2 separate regions of the Mus musculus genome follow, and region 1 is linked to region 2. The links are chromatin contacts, called in public ChIA-PET maps. All regions are on one chromosome and are shown on one strand. The core of a region is the stretch at or near the end of the contact, and the rest is flanking DNA. Distances in the headings are between cores, read along the strand shown. Region 1 overlaps Vps54 (VPS54 GARP complex subunit). Region 2 overlaps Peli1 (pellino 1).

Region 1 (6,105 bases), core at 408-2,907, 160 kb after region 2:
GCTTTTAAATGCTTGTCAATATTTTTGTTGTACACGCTACAAACAAATGTTGGAAAATATATATGCACATATAGACACCAGGAATGGAGACGGACACATGCACACGTGTGTGTGCGCGCGCACACAATCACTGAATATAATGGGCTTACATTTTAGTTGAGTGCACAGCCAAAAAGGACAGCCAACACATGAGAATGCAGGAGAATTTGTTGCCTGTAGGCAAGAGATCAATTTTAAAAGATGGCATTCTCTTAAATGGGGGGAAAAAAAGGTAAGGAATTTATATAGAAAGTCTATACGTATTCATATGGGAATAAACCGTGGGGCAGGCACATTTCTGAGCATATTCACTGTAAAATACACATAACTGGGCATTCTCAGTTAAGGTTATAATTCAAGAGGAAAAGACTGCAGAAGGGAAGGCCCTGGACACACCAGTCTGCCCTGTAAAAGCAGAAGCGGGAAGGTTCTCTGGGTTTTTAGCCTCATGTGCATTTGCTCATTACTTAGAGTCCTGTCAGGAAGAGTTCCATTGCCTCACATCTTCATTCACTCCCCTCACTCTCCCCATTTGGTAGTCTTGTACATGTTGGCTGCTCGGAGTCTAGGTTGCAACTGTAGGAGTTTTAGTTTTGTCCTGGTTATTGGTAGGAGAACACCTTTCCGTGTACTTACTGTCCCTTTTGATAGCTTCTCCTGGCAAGTGTATAAAGAGGGTCTTTGCCTGTCTGCCCCCCCCTCCCTCCCTCTTCCTTTCTTAGTGATTTGCTGGAGTTGCTTGTGTAAGCACATGTCTGCTCTCCAACCATATTGCAAAATCATCTACCACTTTGTGAATTCCTACTTCATTCTCTAGTTAAGGTCTTTTTGGTTAAAAAAGGCTATTAATTTTAAATATGTCCCTTTGACAATTAGATTGACAGTTTCTCTGTAATTGTTTTGTATCATGCAAGATTTTCTTCCTTTTTTTCCTCCTATACCTAGATAATCCTTTAGCTCATTTAGCTAAAATGCCATCTTCCTTACTGTTCTGTATGTAGTACCACTGTTGCTATAAACCAGATACTCAGAGAAGTGTGTAGTCATTACAGTTCATTCCTTCGTTCGTTTGTTCTTTCTTTTTTTTTTTTTTTGTTTTTTTGTTTTTTTGAGACAGGGTTTCTCTGTGTGGCCCTGCCTGTCCTGGAACTCACTCTATAGACCAGACTGGTCTCGAACTCAGAAATCTCCTGCCTCTGCCTCCCGAGTGCTGGGATTAAAGGCGCCACCACCATGCCCGGCTATCATTACGTTTCTTATTCTGTGATAAAGCACCATGTTCACTGCAGTAGGAGAGAGTTGACCTGGCATGAGGGAGGCCCTAGCTTCACTCTCCATCTTGCTCTTGTTTTTTAGGAACATGGTCTAGAATTTGTACTTTTTACTGTCACTTCCACAGCAGAGGCTAGGATGTGACATATGACTCGCTCTGTAAAAGAGCTTGAGAACTAGAGTCTTTAGTTAGTTGTCTGTCTGTCAGTTAAAGATACTTGTGCAGCTAAAGCCGTTACTGTGGCAGGGGAGAGAAGTATTGAAAGCAGCTAGCAGCTTGCTGTGACATTTGACAGTCTTAAGCCTGCATCACAGTTGTTTATGTGGGTTTATTTCCTGTCCTCATTGTCTGTCACTTTAGAATCTTCTCTGGCATTCCTTCATTGCATGTTACCACAGGATGAAACATAGGCACTGTCTATGGTTCTGCTTATGTTCAGCTTATACACCAGTGCCTGAAAGCTTGCCACTCAACTCGGAGGTGACAGGGAAGTTAAAAGCAATTAAACTCAAAGAGCTTTTCTAAGGAAAAATTACAGCTAATTAAACAAGATCTAAGAACATTCACACTTTTGGTTAGGCCACTGCAGTATTTAAAAACTTTTTATTTACTGTTTTCTGTTTATGTCTTTGTGAGTTAGTAGCATATGGCTAAGGGTTCTAAATTCATTAGTGATTCTGTTACATGGCAAATTTTTAGTAATCCTTTAGAAAATAAGACCTCATTTCAGTAGGAAATTTGAACATCTAAATGAGCATTTTTTGGTTGGAATTGGCATTAGTACCAGACTGTTTTTATATAAATAAGTGTTTTGAGCATTGGAGAGGAAACTCAAGTCAGCAAAAAGAGTTTTACATCTGAACACAGGTCATACGTTGGATGTGGAGGTGTGCTCTTGAGATCGAAGTGCTGAACAGGCAGAGGCATGGAAATGACTAGCCAACTTGCCTAGCCAACTTGCCTAGCCTACTTGCTGAGCTAGTGTGAGGCTCTGTGTCATAAACGAGGTAAATGGTCCCTGAGGAAGGAAACCAAAGGTTGCGTTCTGGCTCCATTTGTACCCACTACATCTGTCCCGTCCCCCTAATCCCTGAAATTATGGAACAGAGGAAGTTTAATGAATTAGAGACCAATTCTAGATTTTGGTCTTTCTCTCTTACTATTGCAGCTGTGGGTTGATCATTTAAACTACTGAGGGCCACAGTCTACCTGACTCAGTAAAATTATACAAGACTGTTTTGAGAATACCTTAAGACTATTAACCCTGCTGTTATTCTAAGACACTAGTAAATAGGTTTAGCGATATAATTTTGAGGGATAATAAACTTTCTTCAATATCATAACCCAGTAATATAAATCAGAGCCTGCTAATAATAACTTTGAAAATTGTCTTATTCCATCGAAAGGGCTATAAATGACACAGGCACTTAACTTGGCTTATTATGATGCTAAAGAATTGTTGGCATAGAATAAGTGGCATTTATTTATTTATTTTATTTTATTTAGACAGGGTTTCTCAGTATAGCCCTGGCTGTCCTGGAACTTGCTTTGTATGCTAGGATGTCTTTGAACTCAGAGATCTGCCTACCTCTGCCTATTGAGTGCTGGGATTAAAGGTGCATGCTACCACTGCCAAGCTCTGTGGTCTTTATGCTTCTTGAATGGAAATATTTAGAAATAGAAAAATCTTGCATTTCCCCTCAAAATATAAACACAACTGTTTAATACAGCTTCCTTAAGGGCTCTGTCTTTCCAGTGCTAAGCACTAAGTTCAGTAAGTCCTCTGCCACTAAGTAACTTACACTCACAGGAAGAAAGAACCTACTTGCTATGAATGTCCTCCCTCCTCACTGGCCATCCCAGCTTGTTCCTCTCAGGGCATCACAGAGCTGCTCCTGCACAGCTGCCACCTCACCTCAGAACACATCTCTTCTGCTGTAATGGCTGCAGACTGCAGCTGCAGGGTGAGCTAAGTGGTAGGACTAGTACAGTAAAAAAGTTAGGCCTCTGAAATGTTACCTTGAGCACCATTAAAACTTATTAAAATGGACAATAGCTAGCCCAGAATTTTTTCCACAAATGTGAATTCTCTATCTTTGTCCTCCTCTTTGATACATCACATATGGAGAATACTGTGTTTCCTGATTAAATCTCATTGTCTCATCTTCAGAGTCAGTGAAGACATGAGGTTAACTGACTTGGAGCTAGGAAAACTAGCAAGTAACATCCAGGAGTTACTGTGTAATGCTTCAGATGTATGCCATGATCGAGCTGTCAAATTTCTCATGTCAAGAGCAAAGGTATTTTATTTTCATATAGTCTTGGAGATTCTTCTGTATATACAAAGTGTTACTTTAGAGATCTAAGTTATATGTAACTGTACCTATGTTCTGTCACAGTCTTATCCATCTTAACACTTGGAAAATTGATGGTATTATTGCTGTGGTCTTCTAAGGAGCTACTAAGATGTCAAATAATTAGAAAATAGAAATAGAAAATTATAAAACTATCCTTTTCCAATTATTTGTTTATTTAAAAGACTTAAAAATATAGCACCATAATAATTAATTTAAATCTAATATGCTGGTTTACCTACACACACAAACAAAAAGGTGTAACTTGAATATATTTGAGTTACTGTGTTACAAAGTGATGACCGGCTTTAGACATCTTCAGCTCTGTATGTTCCAAGTTTTGGATTCTAAAGTATTAGGAAATTTCAGCTAAAGTATAAATGTTTTAAATCATAAATATAATATGATACAACTAACATACTAGGAAAATAAAAATAACAGTAGCAGTTACTAAGCTCCGTCAGTTTTATAGCTCATGCATCTTTTGTGTAATACTAACTTTTGTCATGATGCGGTGTTTTTAAAACTTAGGACGGTTTTCTTGAAAAATTGAATTCCACGGAATTCATAGCACTCTCGAGATTAATGGAGACATTCATAGTGGACACTGAACAGATCTGTGGGAGGAAGAGCACGTCACTGCTTGGGGCCCTTCAGAGCCAAGCAAATAAGTTTGTGAACAGGTTTCATGAAGAGAGGCGGACCAAGCTCAGGTAGCGCCGGGTACCTTCTCTGCTTTCCTTTTCTTTACAGAACAGCTGTGGTTAAAGGGTAAACGTAGTTGATCACAGGCCAAATTCCTCCGAATGGGGGAGTAAGATCAAATTTCTTAGATTCCGATGGAATTAGACTTTTTATCTTTGTTGAAGTCTTTTATCAGTTGATCCTCACTGAATGTCTCTTTCTCAGGGTTGACTAAATTGGTTTTCTTAGCTGATTTTGGCTAGGCTAAGAGACAAACACCTGTTTGTTCTGTTAGTGGGTGGGTCCAGTTTATTCTGTTCCTTCTAGCTAACGACTGATCCTGAGATGTGCCTGTTAAAGTTCACCATTTTTTCCTTTCCTTTTGAACAGCCTCCTCTTAGACAACGAGCGTTGGAAGCAGGCTGATGTTCCTGCAGAATTTCAGGATCTTGTTGATTCTATAGCGGATGGAAAGATTGCTTTACCTGAAAAAAAGCCAGTGGGTATGTGTAGTTTGTCACACATGGTTCCTCCCACTGTATATTGATGACGATGAGGGCATACCTCTGTCCCACAGCCTACAGTCTACATTCTACATTATGCAAACAAAATAGGTTTTCGATTAAAGTTATAGAGTGATTGCTTTAACCTCGTGCTTCAACCTTGTGCTTTTTCCTGCTTTGCTGTGTGCTGCCAGAACCCCGTAAGGGTGCCATGCCCCATCCACATCTCACTGACTCACTAGAGACTGATGTGGGCACCAGGAAGTGAAGGCTACTTGACATGTAATAATGAGTGATTGCTTGCCGGCAGGCATTGATATTCTAAGCCATTTATAGATGTTATGTCATTGATGGTCCTCACACTAAGCTTTTAACAAACACAGGTGCTTGAGCCCTACACAGTTATGTAAGTAGTTGCAGAACAAGGACTTCAGATTCAGGCAGACTGACATCAGGATCTTTTTCTTATCTGCTGTGCCTCACCCTATCTGTGCACAATAGAGAGTTAATTAAGAGTGCTTCCTGTCACTCTGATAATAGCTGACGCATGTGAGGATATGCCAGTGCCTGACAAACATAGAAGTGGATGTTCACAGTCATCTATTGGATGGAACACAGGGCCCTCAATAGAGGAGCTAGAGAAAGTACCCAAGGAGCTGAAGGGGTCTGCAACCCAATAGGTGGAACAACAATATGAACTAACCAGTACTCCCCCGGAGCTCATGTCTCTAGCTGCATGTGTAACAGAAAATGGCCTAGTCGTCCATCATTGGGAAGAGAGACCCCTTGGTATTGCAAACTTTATATGCCCCAACAGGGGAATGCCAGGGCCAAGAAGTGGGAGTGGGTGGGTAGGGGAGCAGGGCGTGGGGAGGGTACAGGGAACTTTTGGGATAGCATTTGAAATGTAAATAAAGAAAATATCTAAGGGAAAAAAAAAGAAAGAAGAATGCTTCCTGTCACAAAACAAATAGACATCCAATTTGAATTATGATTAGAATTTAACTTTCTTTGCATGAAAGAAAAGAGGGAACACATACTTGGACTGATCAGAAACTGACATGACTTTGGTAAGCTAATTAATTTGGCTGCTCCAGGACTGTGATCTAAGTTATTTTATATGCTGAATTTTGTTTCCTAGTGATAAGAGATATCTCATGCTGGAAATTAATTACTGTATTGAAATCTTAGTTCTTCGCTAATTCTTTTTTCTTTTTTAACATTTATTTTTTAATGTATTTTGTTTAATTTT
Region 2 (6,334 bases), core at 2,318-4,817:
ACCCACTGTAAACGCACTGAGTAGGCTTTACTTTGTCCTCACCCTGGGAAAAGGATTTGCATGTTCTCTCCCATTCTTTTTTTTTTTTTTTTTTTTTTTAAGATTTATTAAGTGGATATTAGCCCAAAACCTAGGATACCCAAGATATAAGATACAATTTCCTAAACACATGAAACTCAAGAAAAATGAAGACTGAAGTGTGGACACTATGCCCCTCCTTAGAAGTGGGAACAAAACACCCTTGGAAGGAGTTACAGAGACAAAGTTTGGAGCTGAGATGAAAGGATGGACCATGTAGAGACTGCCATATCCAGGGATCCACCCCATAATCAGCATCCAAACGCTGACACCATTGCATACACTAGCAAGATTTTATCGAAAGGACCCAGATGTAGCTGTCTCTTGTGAGACTAGGCCGGGGCCTAGCAAACACAGAAGTGGATGCTCACAGTCAGCTAATGGATGGATCACAGGGCTCCCAATGGAGGAGCTAGAGAAAGTACCCAAGGAGCTAAAGAGATCTGCAACCCTATAGGTGGAACAACATTATGTACTAACCAGTACCCCGGAGCTCTTGACTCTAGCTGCATATGTATCAAAAGATGGCCTACTCGGCCATCACTGGAAAGAGAGTCCCATTGGACACGCAAACTTTATATGCCCCAGTACAGGGGAACGCCAGGGCCAAAAAGGGGGAGTGGGTGGGTAGGGGAGTCGGGGTGGGTGGGTATGGGGTACTTTTGGTATAGCATTGGAAATGTAAATGAGCTAAATACCTAATAAAAAATGGAAAAGGAAAAAAAAGATTTATTTATTATACATAAGTACACTTTAGCTGACTTCAGACACACCAGAAGAGGGCATCAGATCTCATTACGGGTGGTTGTGAGCCACCATGTGGTTGCTGGGATTTGAACTCAGGACCTTCGGAAGAGCAGTCAGTGCTCTTACCCACTGAGCCATCTTGCTAGCCCTCTCCCATTCTTTTGAAACATTTTCTTTAACTACTTGGCCAACTACCAAAAGACCCTTTCCCTTTCCTGCTTCAGGTAATTTTATGTGCCTTAGTGTATATTTGTTCTATTGCCTTCTGAGAAAGTGTTAATTTGTGCATAAGGACCAGCTTTGTTTATACTTCTTGATAAGCAGACTTGTATAGCCCTGAGGGAGCAGTAAACTGACTCTGAAGCACAACACATCTGTTTACTTCAACAGTCACCTCGTTCATTTAAAAAAGCAACTGAAGAGTGAAGAAGAGGAAATTGCATTTCTTCAGTTACTTTAACCTAAACCTGGAATTGTAAAACATAGATGCAGTCTGTTAGCTAAGAAGTCTAGAAACTGAAAATTATGGAATCTCCTGTCCACTTGGTACTTATTTTTTGACTAAATGTTTGGCTCTCTAGACTTAGTTATGCTTTTGAGAGTCAGACTATTATAGCTTCTTGTTTATTTATGACCTTTTTTAAAATTTAACTTCATGTGTCTGGGTATTTTGCCTGCATATATGCCTGATGCCCAGAGAGGCCAAAAGGCAGCTTTGGATTCCTTGGGACTGGAATTACAGCAGTTGGTGAGCCACCATGTGAGCGATGGGAAGAACCTAGGGTCTCTGGAAAAGGAACGAGTGCTCTTAGCAGTGAGCCACCTCAGCAATTCCTGTTTATGACTCTTGACTGGAGGCCATACCTCCTAGGCTCCAATGTTTCTCCCTCAGTACTAGTGGTATTCCTGGGACCAAGTTACCATACTGGCCAAACTCGGCCAAACTTAGGTTGGATATGACAGACAGCACATACCTGTACCCACAGCATAAACTGTATGTATGTATGTATGTATGTATGTATGTATGTGTATGTATGTAAAAAAGAAAAAAAATACACACACATAACACAGTATTGCAAATTTAGGGCTACATAGATTTTTAATAATGTTAAATGATAAACAGCTTTTTAAGAAAAAGTATTAAGGATTAAATTATTTTGCTAGAAAACTTGTGAACTATTAAAAAGGGTGATTTAAAATTTAAAATACAATTTAAGCTGTCTTAAATTTAGAAATTTATCAGCTGCCGGGCATGGTGCCGCACGCCTTTAATCCCAGCAGTTGGGAGGCAGACGCAGGTGGATTTCTGAGTTCCAGGCCAGCCAGGGCTACACAGAGAAACCCTGTCTCGGAAAACAAAACAAAACAAAAAAATAATAATAATAACAATAATAATAATCAGCTAAGCGTTAGCAGTAGTAATCACCTTTGTATTTTCTTGGTAGCTTAAAATACAAATATGATTCTAGAAGTGAACTGGACAAGGTGGTCGAGAGGCATTCGGAAGAGGAATTAGTTGAGGCCCTTCAGAAGACAATGTGAGGGCAGTAACGAACCTACAGTAGGTCTGGTGACAATGTATGAGCTAAAACAGTGTCTTAGCCAGGAGAGCCCCCCCTTACAGAACCTGATAGCAAGACTCTATCTGAGCACATAGTTCATCCTCGCTGTCTCCCTCCATCTCTCCCTGCATTTACGGTGCTGAGGACCAGACTCAGCCTGGCGCATGGTAAGCATTGCTCAAATTTATGTAATTTTTACATATGGCAGTCACTGAATGAACTCCTCAGCTTTGAAATATGATTCTTTTTCCTTGTTAATTACTATTTCAGGCCATTTTGTAATCACCTCCATCATCCTCAAATCCTTCCCTATTTTCTACTTCATTTCTGCTCAGATAGAGCAGCTATATTTGAGAGGGTAAAGATTTTCATTAGGGTGAAGAAACAGTGAACAAGGAGTATTATTGTTGAATTGCTGCTTACGTCTCAAGGGAGCAGTAGGAATGGCACACATACAGCCCCAAGGACATGGTGTTCTACTTAATTTTCTATTGCTGTAGTCATATACTGGCCAAACTGACTTGTGGCAGAAAGGGTTTGTTCCACTTATACTTTATAGTCCATTATCACAGGAAGCCAGGGAAGGAGCTCAAAGCAGGAACTGTAGCAGAGACTGTGGAGGAATGCTACTTACTGGCTTGCTCAGCTTGCTTTCTTACATAACCTAGGACCACTTGCCCATGGGTAGTACCACCTGTACTGGGCTGGACCCTGCTGTATCAATAATCAATAATTAATGCCGCTCATACTGTCTTCTGAACACCCACAACAGACTATACTCCATTTCCCTCAAATGCCTCTACACAGTCAGTCTGATGGAGGCAGTTCTTCCCTGAGACACCCTCCTCCCAGGTGACTCAGCTTATGTCATATGTAGCAGTCATACATGGATTCATATTCTGGTTTGCCAGTGTCATTCTGGGACTTGAGAAAACTAATTGCTGTATGCCTGTTTAACCTAGCAGGTTTTGTTTGTTTTTGCTTTTGAGTGTAGGGTTAATTGACGTAGAGTTCAGTGCTTCCTGGGTGTGTGATACATGCCCAGATGTTTAAGTTTGTTTTCACTTTTCCGCACTTGTTTTATATGTCTTACTTGCTTGCCATGAGATTAACATGTGCTCTAGAGAAATGATTGGAAGAGTGAAGCAGCAGATGTAGATGTAACATAGTTGGAATAAAACTCAGTTGGATAGGAGCTGACAACACACCAGTGCTCTATTCAGGTAGTTAGGACTTTACAAGGCCAGACACTGCTTGTTTCAGAAGTTGAGCATTATGGTGTTGGGTTCACAATTAAAGGAGAATCTGTTTCAATTACTGCTGCAAAAAAATATACCTTAAAATATATCACAATATTTCTGTTACTCAGTTCTTGCTTATATAGATAACTTAAAGCTGTGTACAATACTTCTATGTGGTTCAAAACATAGCCAGACAGATCCTCATTTTGATTCAGACCCATGCAGCTGTTCTGGAGATGAGCAGTTGCTAGAAGGAATCTGCGGTCATCAAGGATTGAATGTACGTGGAGGCAAACAATAACTTTGCTTCATAGTAGTGTGATCCTTACAAGAGACCAGCTAAACTTTTTTTTTCCTTTCTTATCAGATATAATGGATCTCTCCCAAACGGTGATAGAGGAAGGAGGAAAAGTAGGTTTGCTTTGTTTAAAAGACCTAAGGCAAATGGGGTGAAGCCTAGCACCGTGCACATTGCATGTACTCCTCAGGCTGCCAAGGTAAGATAAAGTTGTAAAGAAGTTAACTTGGAAAGTTGAAATATTTTTATGTGTGGTCTGCAGTGCTTCACATTTCTGTTTTGAATTGATGGTATTTGAAAAGCTGCCATATGGAATTCCGCATTAAAAATGACAGACCAGAGGCAGGTAGAAATCAAAAGAAAATATCTTGATTCTCTAAGGCTGTCTGAGTTCTCTGGGTTTATTTTCTTCTTGGCATATGACATGCTTATGTTTTGCCCCACCTCCATGTGCAATGGGAGCACATTTTCAGCAGTGCCCACAGTGTAACTTCTCACCCTCGAGGCCTTGTCAGCCCTCCCAGCCCACTTCATTTCCTCACCAAGTTTTAGAGGCCAGGTGAGGAAATGTAACCGTAAGTTTAAAAGTAGTCAGTGTAAAAGTAGAGGAAGTTTTCAGTCCTCATTTTGCCTTGGAATTTCTCTTTCCAGTTTATAGCACAGACTGAATTAATTCAGTAATGTGGGGTCCAGATAAGAACAATTACAGAGTTCCTTGACTTCTAGAAGTTGTACATAAGCATTACATCATCTATGTTAGGTCCTTGTTAGGTTAAATAAATGAGCTGCATTAGAACTGGTAAATTGAAGTTGATTAGATTTCAGCCTTGTTTTATATCAAAGTTAGATATCAAGCCTTGATTTGGCTGCTCGTTGATTACTGTTTGAGAGCCGAAGAGTCTGTAGAAGGGCTGGTCTTCTAACCTGTTTCCTCCTGTTCCTTTGTAGAGAAGGCGTGTGTTCAGTAGACGCTGCAGCTCAGTCTGGGCTGCTCTGTAGTATTTGCGCATCTGGAATGTACCACATCTTCATTGTGCAGAACTGTCCCATGCATTACAAGATACTGAAATTCTTGGGTCCCGTGTACTAAAAGTCATTTAATCACTGCCATTATTGTTACAGTCAAACGCATTTAAGTATTTTCAAATGCCTCTTAGGTGTTTAATCTGGTCTCTGGTTGAGGACCACTGGCAAGGAGATGTTTATAATCTACCTCTAAAATACTTTCTCATTTTGTGTGTGCACATGCATGTATGTGTATGCAGCGAATGCGCCACCATGTCCGGCTGAAAAATAATTTTTTAATATTAGAATTTCAAAAGGCCTTACCTATTTTACAGATTACCTAAAAAGCAAAAACAAACATTTCCCCTTTTTACTATGTGTAGTTACTCTTGTATCTTTTTATCTGTTTTCCTCTTATAAAACCTTCTTTGTGCAATAACTAGGTTTTCCCCTTCTGATATTATCTTCAACTCATTAACATATGAAAACGAAGCTGAGCACTTCTTTTAGGAGAGCAGTTCAGCTTAGGATAAGTCAAAAATATGGCCATCAGAAATACATCTATTTCTTCTTGTAATGTTTAATCATCCTGTAGATTTTTCTGTATCTGATCTGGAATATGATAAAACTTGTCATCTGTAGGATTAGAAAAATGAACTCATAATTCTAGCTTAACTGTATATATAAATTTTTATGTCACTTTAAAAAAATTTTTTTCTTGCAAGATTTTGAATTTTTTCCTTATCAGAGATGGATGTTGGTTTTAGTTTCCATGTGGTATTTGATATTAATTCCCTTAGAATTTAAAGTGCTTTTAAGAGAAACACAGATTCTTAAGAAGCTTAAATTTATGTTTTTGTTCCATGACTATTAAAAAATATTCCCTCAACCTGAGGAAACCACAATTGAAGTTATATAGAGTTTCTTGCCTGTACCCAAAATTCCAGCGTGTGTGTGTGTGTGTGTGAGACAGAGAGAACATTTTACCTTCTTTAATGAAGATATTTTTCTGATTTAATGACTGCTAATATTTGCTGTTAACCCTTTCATTCATAGGCAATAAGCAACAAGGACCAGCATAGCATATCATATACTTTATCTCGAGCCCAGACGGTGGTGGTTGAATATACTCATGACAGCAACACTGATATGTTTCAGGTACTATAACATTATTGTTTTTTTTTCTTTAAAAAAGTTAAAAATCTGTTGTTGGTGACTTTGCTATGACTAGATTAAATATTATGCTTTCATGCTGTATGTTTAAAATATGTATTGATTTTTTTAACCTCATTTAAATGTCATTACAGTGTGGTTTAAAGATGGGCTCTGAAGTTAAGAGCACTTGCTGCTCTTGCAGAGGACTCGGGTTCCCAGCACCCTCATTAGGTGGCTCATAACTGCCT

The links. ChIA-PET counts read pairs in DNA pulled down with a chosen protein or histone mark.
Region 1: a contact with region 2 is called in an RNA polymerase II ChIA-PET map of effector CD8 T cells, with 25 read pairs. The contact joins two enhancer-like sites. A contact is called at or near these places in 1 of 484 Hi-C or Micro-C datasets (pro-B cells), 1 of 115 datasets of contacts at active chromatin or transcription factors (effector CD8 T cells) and 2 of 9 other capture datasets (adipose tissue and liver).

Annotation. Positions count from the first base shown.
Region 1 is chr11:21,302,169-21,308,273 of GRCm38.p6, forward strand. It overlaps Vps54 (VPS54 GARP complex subunit), which reads left to right. Exons shown (of 23, transcript NM_139061.5): 13 at 3,483-3,612; 14 at 4,198-4,379; 15 at 4,741-4,853. Among named protein-coding and RNA genes, the nearest start is that of Mir1933, 39 kb to the right of the region's middle. Within about 2 kb of position 1,658, at least 17 of the 459 cell types and tissues checked have an H3K27ac peak or open chromatin away from gene starts, as enhancers often do. A contact at or near this core is called in effector CD8 T cells, where this site is marked.
Region 2 is chr11:21,136,569-21,142,902 of GRCm38.p6, forward strand. It overlaps Peli1 (pellino 1), which reads left to right. Exons shown (of 7, transcript NM_023324.2): 3 at 3,996-4,125; 4 at 5,988-6,089. Among named protein-coding and RNA genes, the nearest start is that of Peli1, 48 kb to the left of the region's middle. Within about 2 kb of position 3,568, at least 18 of the 459 cell types and tissues checked have an H3K27ac peak or open chromatin away from gene starts, as enhancers often do. A contact at or near this core is called in effector CD8 T cells, where this site is marked.